Linked DNA regions of Mus musculus: region 2 is linked to region 1. The links are chromatin contacts, called in public promoter capture Hi-C maps. All regions are on one chromosome and are shown on one strand. Each heading gives the region's core, a stretch centred on a gene start, on an enhancer-like site or on the middle of the called end of the contact. The rest is flanking DNA. Distances are from core to core; before and after follow the strand shown. Region 1 overlaps Tep1 (telomerase associated protein 1). Region 2 has its middle 9.4 kb from the start of Rnase10.

What was found. Capture Hi-C pulls out chosen DNA fragments and counts their contacts.
Region 2: a contact with region 1 is called in a promoter capture Hi-C map of adipose tissue. The contact joins two enhancer-like sites. A contact is called at or near these places in 1 of 15 datasets of contacts at CTCF or cohesin (large pre-B cells), 2 of 484 Hi-C or Micro-C datasets (the 63-12 cell line and nephron progenitors), 2 of 115 datasets of contacts at active chromatin or transcription factors (embryonic stem cells and large pre-B cells) and 3 of 9 other capture datasets (adipose tissue, liver and pancreatic islet).

The regions. Positions count from the first base shown.
Region 1 is chr14:50,826,991-50,832,672 of GRCm38.p6, reverse strand. It overlaps Tep1 (telomerase associated protein 1), which reads left to right. Exons shown (of 55, transcript NM_009351.2): 44 at 834-941; 45 at 2,411-2,543; 46 at 2,725-2,801; 47 at 2,881-3,010; 48 at 3,369-3,505; 49 at 3,644-3,768; 50 at 5,474-5,617. Among named protein-coding and RNA genes, the nearest start is that of Gm52116, 6.6 kb to the left of the region's middle. Within about 2 kb of position 2,577, at least 30 of the 459 cell types and tissues checked have an H3K27ac peak or open chromatin away from gene starts, as enhancers often do. A contact at or near this core is called in adipose tissue, where this site is marked.
Region 2 is chr14:51,014,536-51,020,217 of GRCm38.p6, reverse strand. No RefSeq gene overlaps it. Among named protein-coding and RNA genes, the nearest start is that of Rnase10, 9.4 kb to the right of the region's middle. Within about 2 kb of position 2,822, at least 9 of the 459 cell types and tissues checked have an H3K27ac peak or open chromatin away from gene starts, as enhancers often do. A contact at or near this core is called in adipose tissue, where this site is marked.

The sequences.
Region 1 (5,682 bases), core at 1,328-3,827:
AGGGTTGTTTGACCCCTCAAGGGGTCATGACCCACAGAGAACCACTGCTCTAGAGCATGCTGGGGTTTTTTTTTGTTGTTGTTGTTTTTTGTTTTTGTTTTTAAAGTCTTAGTTTTTTTTTAAAAAGAATTATTTGTGCGCTGGAGTGGTTAAGAGCACTGGCTGCTTCTTCCTGAGTTCAATTCCCAGCAACCACATGGTGGCTCACAACCATCTGTAATGGGATCTGTTGCCCTCTTCTGGTGTGTCTGAAGACAGCTACAGTGTATTCATATACATAAAATAAATACATCTTTAAAATTAATTCTTTAAAAATTTATTTATATATCTTTCTTGGTTTGTGCATGTGAGTGTTATGCCTGTGGAGGCCAGAAGAGGATGGTGGATCCCCTGAAACTGGAGTTACAGGCCATTGTGAGCTACCTCATCTGGGGGTTGAGGAACAAATTCATGTCTGCTAGAACAGTTTTGCAATGGTAGCCATTTCTAGCCCCAAAGCCCGTGTTCCTAACACGATACAGTACTGCCTCTGTAGCTTTGGGATGCCTGAGAGTGAAAGATGTCACTGTGATTTATTTGCTCCTAAGGCATAAAACTAATCTCAGATTATTTTCTCAGGGTTTGTGGTGTTTATTTTCCGTATGTAGAGTTCTTAAGTTGTTTTTAAAAAGACATGAGAAAGGTCCCAAGCATGGCGCTGTACCTCTTTAATCCTAGCATAGTGCGTTCAGGCCAACCAGTGCCTCATAGTGAGTGAGACCCTGTCTCAAATCCACACAAACAAAATGTGAGAGGAATGTAGATGATCTTGTTCTTCTCCCTTGTGACTGCAGGTCTCCTGCTCGAGTGATGGCTCTGTGGGACTCTGGAACCCAGAGGCAGGGCAGCAACTTGGCCAGTTCTCAGGCCACCAGAGTGCCGTGAGCGCCGTGGTTGCTGTGGTAAGGCGATGGACTTCACCAGTGTTCTCTGGGAGGGCCTGGAGGATCTGGGAGACTGGATGCATTGGGTATCTAATCTCAGTGGCAAATAGTAAGATTGTGGTACTTGGGACTGGGTTCCAGTGTTGGGCCTTATGGTGGGTGTGCCGGGTGGCACATAAAAGCACATCCTCTTGGTGTTATGAATTTCTGGCAAAGTTTCCGAGCCACTCAACTCCACAGTTCTGCATCCCTCACCCTTTTACATCTTCCAAGTCCCCGATGTTTACCTTCCCCTCTCTGGAGGGAGCAGAGGTCTTATCCAGGTATTTTCTAAGTTCTTGGTGTCTTAATCAGGAATTAAATCAAGGCACACACAGAATGGGTTGGCGAGATGGGTCAGCATTGAGAACACTTTCAGAAGACCTGAGATCAATTTCCAACATCATGTGTGTCCAGGGAGACCTTGAAGACCTGAGTTCAATTCCCAGTACCATGTGTGTCTAGGGAGACCTTGAAGACCTGAGATCAATTCCTAATACCATGTGTGTCCAAGGAGACCAGGAAGCCTCTGCCCTCCTTGGGCACCTTCATTCATGTGCACATTCCCTCCCCCAACTAAAAATATTAAAAAGCACACACAGATTGTGAAAGCATAGAGGTAATTTTATTCAAAGCAAAATATACATAAGTAAGGTATGCTGTCTCTGGGCAGTGATGGTCTATGCCTTTAATTCCAGCACTCTGGAGCAGAGGCAGGTGGAGCTCTGTGAATTTGAGGTCAGCTTGGTCTATGGAATGAGTTCCGGGACAGCCAGGGCTACACAGAGAAAACCTGTCTCAAAAAACCAACAGTCAAGCAAAAAGCTGTGTCCTCCTGAGTGAAGGGCCCAGATTATTGGTTAGGGCTTCTTGTATAAGGGCTGAAAGAGGGAGGAGCTTGATTCCTAGGGTTATAAGGTCAGAGTGGATCTCTATTGTTATACCCGGGCTTGGATTAAGTACACTTTTTCTTGCTGCATAAGTCATTTACTACAATGTATCTTCTTTTAATTATGTGCACAGCAAATAGTGATACAGATTGCTTTATTACACATGCATCCAAAACCAGTTCAGGCCAGATCAGTCCCACTACTCCCTTACTCACACAGTAGACAGTATGCCTGAATAGAACCCGTCTATGTTTGATGGAGGTTAGCAGGGAAAGAAATGTATTCCATTGTTCAAAGAGGGGAACATGTGCAGCTCTGTGCAGGTGGGAGACTTGGGCTACTGACAGGTTGTTTGGTGTGTTGTTTGGAGAGGGGAGTATGCTCAATACATACAGGTCAAGGTCTCAGGCTGCCAGGAGAAGAATTATTACAAGACAACTGTATGCACACTTCAAACTAGTGCAGTCCCAGGCTGCTAAACTATGTCCTTTGCTGCCTGTTTCATTTCCCATGTCCTGACCACTATGACTGTCCTCTGACACTGTGATCTGGGGACAGGAGGAACACATTGTATCTGTGAGCCGAGATGGGACCTTGAAAGTGTGGGACCATCAGGGTGTGGAGCTGACCAGCATCCCTGCCCATTCCGGACCCATCAGCCAGTGTGCAGCTGCTCTGGAGCCCCGCCCAGGTATCAAACTGCCAGCCTTTCCCCTTCCTCCCCTTTTATTTCCTCCTCTTCCATTTCCTGTTCCTCTTTCTCAGTACTAGAGATTAAACCTAGGACTGGTGCTTGCTAGGCCAGCCCTCTATTATAGGCCTTTGACATTGGGCCTAGCCATTCCTTCTGAGTTGGTTTCCCTCCTTTTCAGGGGGACAGCCTGGATCAGAGCTTCTGGTGGTGACTGTTGGACTAGATGGGGCCACAAAGTTGTGGCATCCCCTGTTGGTGAGTTCTCTGCAAGAACTGGAGTGGGGAGCGATAGAGAAGGTGTACAGGGCAACCTCTGCAGCCCTCCTCTTCCTAGGTGTGCCAAATACGTACTCTCCAGGGACACAGTGGCCCAGTCACAGCAGCTGCTGCTTCAGAGGCCTCAGGCCTCCTGCTGACCTCAGATGATAGCTCTGTACAGCTCTGGCAGATACCAAAGGAAGCAGGTGAGTAAGGGGGAGGGAGGGGGAGATAGCATAAAAGAAGATGAGTGGAGCAAGGAATGCCAGGGTAACCTTATAAGTCTTTATCCCATCAACCCATCCAGTAGCCCAGATGCATGCATGCTTGCTTGCGCTCTCGCTCTTTATTTATTTATTTATTTATGTATGTATTTATTTATTTTTGAGACAGTGTCTCACTATGTAGTCTTAGCTGGCCTAGAACTTGCTATGTAGACCAGGCTGGCCTTAGACTCAGAGAGATGTACCTTCCACTGTGTCCCTAGTGCTAGGATTAAAGGAGTGCACCACTATTAAGCGATCAGTGCAGAGCTCTTAATGTATTCTTTCCTTTCTTCTCCAGATGATTCATACAAACCTAGGAGTTCTGTGGCCATCACTGCTGTGGCATGGGCACCGGATGGTTCTATGGTGGTGTCCGGAAATGAAGCCGGGGAACTGACACTGTGGCAGCAAGCCAAGGCTGTGGCTACCGCACAGGTGTCTTGGGCTATACGAATTCTGTCCACCCGTGTGCTTAATTGAACCTCTGTGGGCTGGAGTTTTGCATGCATGTCGGAGGGGAAAGGTTTATGCTTGTCCCTCAAAAGTCCTCAACTGAACCTGCTTCGTTCCCAGGCTCCAGGCCGCGTCAGTCACCTGATCTGGTACTCGGCAAATTCATTCTTCGTTCTCAGTGCTAATGAAAACGTCAGCGAGTGGCAAGTGGGACTGAGGAAAGGTTCAACGTCCACCAGTTCCAGGTGAAGCGAGGCGGCGGCGGCGGCTGCTGCGCATGGCAAGCCACACACGCCTAGCATTTTGTTAGGATCTGTCTGTGTCTGCTTTCGGGCAAGGCTGTGAGAGGATGTCAGCTGCTGCTGGCTTTATCGGTTGTTTTCAAATTGCATTTATTGATCTCCGTGTGTATATGTGACAAGGAATTGGGGCAGCAAAGTCATTTTGCTTTATACTACTTTATTTGTGATAGCACCCATGGAACTGAGTAGTCTGAGGGAGGTTAGCCAAAGTAGTGCCTTTATAGTCCTCACCTGTGTATTCGGAGGTCAGAGAACAATCTGAGGGAATTGGCTCACCTTACCAGCATATGGGTTCTGGGGATCAAAGGTTTTTTTTTTAAACATTTATTTACTTTATTTATGAGTACAATGTAGGTATCTTCAGACACACCAGAAGAGGGCATCAGATCCCATGACAGATGGTCGTGAATTACCATGTGGTTGCTGGGAATTGAACTTAGGACCTCTGGAAGAGCAGTCAGTGTTCTTAAGCTCTGAGCCATCTCTCCAGCCCCATGAATAATTCTTAAATGCCTATTGGTGACAAGTTCTGGGCCAGACAGTGTGGTATCAATGAATTGTTTTTATTTATTTGTTTTGTTTTTGTTTTTCAAGACAGAGTTTCTGTGTACTCCTAGATATCCTGGAAATTGCTCTGTAGATCAGGCTGGAATCAAACTCAGAGATCCACCTGCTTCTGCCTCCTAAATGCTGGGATGAAAAGCATGTGCCAGCCACCACCTGGCTTTATTGACCAAGCCAGCTCAGTCAGTCAGCAGGGTCTCTAGGGAGGGAGGAAGGATTCAAAGAAAAAAAACAATTAGACAACATTATAAAATGATTCCAGCCAGTGCTAAAGCTGTGGTGGATTTGGTGGTTTTTGTTTCTTTGTTTGTTTTATTTTTGTTTTTATTTTTTTTCCAGTCTGCTTTATATCATTCTAGGTACATACAAAGAATAGAATCAGTTCAGTGTTTTTTTTTTTTTTCTTCTTCTTCGAGACAGGGTTTCTCTGTGTAGGCCTGGCTGTCCTGGAACTCACTCTGTAGACCAGGCTGGCCTCGAACTCAGAAATCCACCTGCCTCTGCCTCCCAAGTGCTGGGATTAAAGGCATGCGCCACCACGCCCAGGTAGAGTCAGTTCTTAGATTTAAAAAAAAGTAGTCAAACAAGGCAAGAAGCAAAGTTCCTTGGTCTCGGCGTCTAGGGGCTTATCAGGATGATGGTGCGGTTTACATGACGAGTTTCCTGGCCTAAATGGCACTGCCATTATGGAGTGGTGCTGAGGTCTGGAGACCACTAAGATCTGGGGTCCTGTTGCACAAGGAAGCATCCGCAGAACTTACTGATGGAAGCAAAAGACAGCAATGTTAGAGAATCTCCTTTTGAGCAAGTAAGGGAGAATGATGGAAGATGTTTTGATAAGAAAGACGGGTGTTGGGAATATATATAGCTCAGTGCTAGAGTGCTTGTCTTAATCCTGCCAGAAGCTCTGGGTCTGATCCCAGTACAAGAGCAAACAAGCATGCACACTGATGGTTAGGAACAGGATATCTGGGGCAGGGCAGTCCTTGTGCGTTATACTTCATTCATGAGAAGTCCTTGAGAGTCTGAAAGGTTAGGTTAAGAAGTATCCTTCTCTGTTTTGTGTGTGTCTTCTGCACTACAGTCTTCATCTGAAGAGAGTTCTGCAGGAGGACTGGGGAGTCTTGACAGGTCTGGGTCTGGCCCCTGATGGCCAGTCTCTCATCTTGATGAAAGAGGATGTGGAATTACTAGAGATGAAGCCTGGGTCTATTCCATCTTCTATCTGGTAAGATCTAAAATGCTTTTTCCTCTTGTGTTAAAAAGAAGAAAAGAGGTTTGTGGTTACCCCAA
Region 2 (5,682 bases), core at 1,573-4,072, 190 kb before region 1:
TGTAGACCAGACTGACCTCAAACTCAGAAATCCACCTGCCTCTGCCTCCCAAGTGCTGGAATTAAAGGCATGCCACTGCCCAGCTCCCAGTCAACATATTATCTTCTGTTTTTACACCTGTGGTCCTGTGGTATATATCTTCTTTATGACCTTCAGTTAATGGTTTTTTATAACCCCTTGGAATGTGCCCTAAGTTGTTTTGTTTGTTTTTTGTTTTGTTTCTGAGACAGGATTTCTTTGTGTAGCCCTGGCTGTCCTGGAACTCACTCTGTAGACCAGGCTGGCCTTGAACTTGGAGATCTGCATGCCTCTGCCTCCCAAGTGCTGGAATTAAAGGTGTGCGCCACCACTGCCCAGCGTGTGCCCTAAGTTTTAAAAGTCCATTGTTATCTCAGAAACAATAAGCAGTTCTGTTATAAAACATCCTCGAATATCTCTGTTTGGTGTTGGCATTCAGAAACAAAGGTGACCTTAGCATGCTAGTTGCAGAATAAATGTTCATTGGTTTTGCATACTACCTGAGTCTGGAGTCTTCCTTCAGTGAATTTTGAACCCTTACAGGGATATTAAATTATGTTCTAACCAGGGAACAGCCCAAAGCTGTGGCTAGCTTATGGCCTAGGTATTTGTAAAAAAATATTTGACTCTCAGAGTCATTATTCTAGGAGCCTGGGGCCAGGAGGAAAAACTTGGATTTTACAGACTCTGGTCATGCCCATGAAGAGGGAAATACTTCTGGGCATGCTCAGAAGGAAGAGGTATTTTCTTCCAATTCATGCTCACTCTCCACACACTGGAGTGGCTCTGGTAAGTAAAAACAATACCCCCTTTTCTCTCTTTAAGGGAGGTATACCCAGCAGCCTCAAGATCTGAAAACTTTTCAATATCATTCATGGTTTATGTCTTCTTTTCAACTAAAGACCTGTATAACTGAAAAACTGAGAAAAACCTCAGGCTTTCATTAGTCTCTTTGAGACTGTCTTTATATATATATATTTTTTTTTATTTATTTATTTACATTCAAATGTTATCCCTTTTCCTCATTTCCCTCCCTCTCAAAAACACCCTATTACATCCTCCTTCCCCCTGCTTCTATGAGGGTGTTCCTCCACCCACTCACCCACCCACTCCCACCTCCCTGCCCTCAATTCCCCTATACAGGGGCATCTATCAAGCCTTCATAGGACCAAGGGCCTCTCCTCCTATTGATGCATGACAAGGCCATCCTCTGCTACATATGCAGCTGGAGCCATGTGTACTCCTTTTACACCCACCAGCCACCTGGGATGAAAGCCAACAGCTCCAGGTCACCTACTTTATGGCTGAAGATTGGGACAAGACCCTGTTTGAAGATAGACAAGATAATCTCTGGCTATGTGGTAGTGGCTCACACCTTTAATCCTAGCACTTGAGAGACAGAGACAAATACCTGAATTTGAGGTCAGTCTGGTCTGCAGATTGAGTTCCAGGACAGCCAGGGCTACACAGAGAAACCCTGTCTTGAAAAAAGAATGAGGAGGAGGGGAGGAGGAGAAGGGAAGGAAGGAAGGAAGGAAGGAAGGAAGGAAGGAAGGAAGGAAGGAAGGAAGGAAGGAAGGAAGGAGGCAAAGGATCACCTAAGGACAATGCATCCCCCAAAAGAGCAGATTTTCCCCTTTCTGACTAGGACCCCAATACCAACCAAGAAGGCTCTGGTCAATTTCTGCCAGCTCTTGTTAGAAGGATTGAAGGCAGCTGTAAAGGGGCAGGGTTATACAAGAGTCCCAAGAATCACCTTATGTATTCCTGGAGCACTCTCATTGACTCAGATGTGCCAGAAAACCAGTGAGCAACCAATATTGATTTTGTTATATAGTGAGTCCCAGTTATTAGAAAGGAGCCTAAGAAGTTAAAAGCATTTAAGGGTATGAATAGGTCTCAATTATTGGTGATTAAGCAAACTGTTTACAATAACTGTGATTCTGTAGATGGAAAATTTTTTGACCAAGGAGTAGTAACACTGCTCAGCGAGACCCATAAAAGTGATCCCAGAGGGGTTAGCCAGAGACACTTCAAAAGGAAGAGCTAGAAGGACCAATGTACTTATTGTAAACAAAAAAGGCACTAGAAGAATAAATGCCCAAATCAGAAGAGGGAAGAAGGACATCCTTCTTCATTTGGATGAGGACTGATAAGGTCAGGGCTCCATTCCACTGAGCTGCCAGGAGCCCAGGGTAACATTAAAGGTAGGGGGCAAGTTTGTTAAAATCCTGGTAGACACAGGAACAGCCCACTCAGTTCTGACAGTGACCCTGGGATCAGTGTTGTCTCTATACACAGCCATGCAAGGGCAACTAGACAGACTTCTCTCCTTCCCTCCATGGCTCTCAGATGGTGGGCTTGGGACAAAGTATTATGACCAACTCTTTCATAGCCATTCCAGATTGCTCGGTCCCCTAATTCAGAGATACTTACTACAAAAACTATGGGTCACCACATCCTTTAGAAAGGCCAAAGCTCACCTTACTTTGAATCCTATTCAGTCCCCAACCCATATTTTTATGATCTAACCCCCTATTAGAGAAATAAGTCCTCCAACCAAGTATGTTACCCAAAAACGCCACTAAAACTTCAGAATACCTGGCAGATTCTTTTTCTGCCAGTTGGCCAACTTGTTTTCAGGCAGTTGCTTCTGCAGCCATACTAGTGAAAGAAGCTGACAATCTGCCCTTGGGCCAGGAATTATTCTTTGTTTGTTTGGCAAGGAGGCATGCTTAACCACCTCCCACTCTGTAGAGCTTCCCCTCGCCCCACCCCCTGGAATTTTGAAGACATCGGTTCCAACAGATGTGCTTGGCAAGTATATTTAGCAGGGCTGTGATTTTGCCAACTGCAGATAGTTTCTGTGATTCTGTGTGATGTTTGGAATTCTGTGGACTTTTCAGAGGGTCTATAAATACTAGGGCCTGGTAGGTAGGTTGTTGGTTGCTGTTGGTCACAGTTTGTTATGTAGTCGTGTACAAAAAAAGAGAAGAAGAAACAACAATAAGAAGAAATTAAATATCTGGATGGCGATGATCATAATTGCCCCCAAGGAACTTAATGCCCCTAGTCAACAGGAAGTAGTCTAATAGTAATGTTCCCCCTTTCTGACCCTGAATTTATTCAGGGATCTTTTCCCTTTCTTCTCTGTCCCCTTTTCTCTCTTATGTATTGTTGGAGGTTGAAAGGGCAGAAGAAAAAGGGTAGAAGAAAAAACCCACAAAGTAGCCAAAGATCATTGAAAGAGGTCAGTATTCAAGTAGGCATAGGCTGAGCACATTTGGAAAGTCCTATTTCCTATCTGGAAGTCCAGGTAGTCTTCTTAGCAGAGGTTGTTCTTCATGAAACAAGGTGGTCTTTGGATTGCATTGGGCAAAACTTGTTCCTTCTATGCCAACCAGTTAGGGGTAATTATAGAAAGTTTAGTGATGGTCAAAAATAATGTTAAGGAAAAAAAAGACACTAAGAATCTTCAAACAGGTGTCAACCTTTATTCTCCTGCTCCCAGTACTCTACTAGTGCCATTGCTGTGCCAATAGTACTTTTGGGCCTACTCCTCATTATAGGACCTTACTTATTCAACTTCTTTCTTAGTCAGTCAGTGTTTTATTGCTGCAAAGAATCACCATGACCATGGAAATTCTTGTAAAAGAAAACCTTTAATTGGGGCTTGCATAGTTTCAGAGGTTTATTCCATTACTATCAGAGACCAGGGCAGCAGGCATGTCAGGAATAGTGCTGGAGAAGTAGTTGAGAACTACATCCTGATATTCAGGAGAAAGAGAGAGAAAAAGAGAGAGAGACAGAGAGAGAGACAGAGAGAGAGACAGAGAGAGAGAGAGAGAGAGAGAGAGAGAGAGAGAGAGAGAGAGAGAGAGAGACTAGACCTGACATGGGCTTTTTGAAACCTCAGAGCCCACCTGGAGTGACACACTTTCCTCCAACAAGACCACACCTACTAATCCTTATAATCCTTTCAAATGGGGCTATTTCCTGGTGACCAAACATTTAATATATGATTTTATGAGGGGCATTCTTATTCAAAAGACTACAACAGTATTTGATGATAGGCCTCTAATAGTGGCAAATGGTTGTTAAAATCTGATATTTAGTATTTATTTTCTTGTCATACTTTTCATTTGAGAGGTGCAGAATCACACAGGAACATTCTACAAAGGAAGTGGTTTGCAGTTCTTAAAACTGTCAGAGTTATAAATCAATGAGAATTTAAGGAGCTACATTTGGCCCAACAGCAAACAGATTAAACTCCCTGGAGGAAATATACAATTCTGATATGATCCTTTTGCTATGGATATTGTATGGATAATCTTGAATAGCATCTGAATTACATGGCAACAGAGGTAATATTGTCAGCCTGGTTTGAATGGTGCCTTTATGGTTCTGATTTAGAATGTCATATTATAATAAGAAAGATATATATTCAGTTGGGGGCACATTAAGCTACTGTGCCAAAATAATTGTTTATACTTCTTGAAAGTTTTCTGTGTTTGCAATATTGCAAACATTTCAAGTTTGCACTTCAAAAGTTTAAGGCAAAACTATACATAATATCTTACCTTAATCTTATTTTTGAAGGTGTATATGCATGCATAAAAGTGATTAATTTTGAATAATATCTCCAATTTTCCAAATTCTCTACAATAAATTTTGTTGTTTTTTTTTCTCCTTGGGAAAAATTATAAAATACAGCCAGCCAGGTGTGGTGGTGCACACCTTTAGTCCCAACACTTGGGAGGCAGAGACAGGTGGATCTCTGACATTAAAAGACATTACAAATTATAATATAAAAATAAAACTTAAATAATGAATTGATTATTTTATCACTGATGCGTTTTGATAACTGTCTTTCAGGAATTTTGTATATGAGTATATACACAATATTTTAATATAATTTTTAGGATTTTGAGATTATAGCATAATCACATAATTTCCCCTCTTCCATTTTGTAAGCCGCCTGCGGCCACACTAACTGGGTTCCTGAGTGGGAGGCCGGAGCAGTATGGAAGGAAATGGCAAGAGAAATAATGGAGGCCAAGACAAGTTTCTGTTCAAGGCCCCCCAAAGTTTACTGAGAGTCCGTGCTTATAAAGAGGGTAGGCCCATCCCCTGCCAGCCCATTCTTGGTGCCTGGAGCCAGCCCATAGGTGATCTACAGGGTGTGTCTCCAGAACATCTCAAGGATCTTTCATCAGGAAGCAGAGTCTTCGATTTCTCCTGAGTAAATAGCGCCTTCAAGGTCAGAAGGCTTTACCCTAGGTAATCTCCTTCTTAGTGGCAGCAAGGTCAAAGTCTGGATCAGTCTGCTTCCAGGCTGAGGGAGGCTACACCATTTCTTCCCTCCAACCTCTTTCATGTGCTCTCTGCCTTTCTTTCAGATGTATAGCTTCTTTTTATTAATTGTTGTTATATATGTGTATGTTGTGTATATATTTGCTTATATAAGCAAATAAGTAAATATATATTATTACATATATAAATACAACCTGTTCAATCTGTATAATGTTTACTTATGAATATATTATTTATGAGTGTCTATTTGGTATTAGATAACCAATTAGCATGCTCTTCCCCAGGGAAGACCATCTCTTTCTTGGCATCCCTTAGTTGCCTGCAGTTCTTTGTGTAGAGAATTGAGGCCTC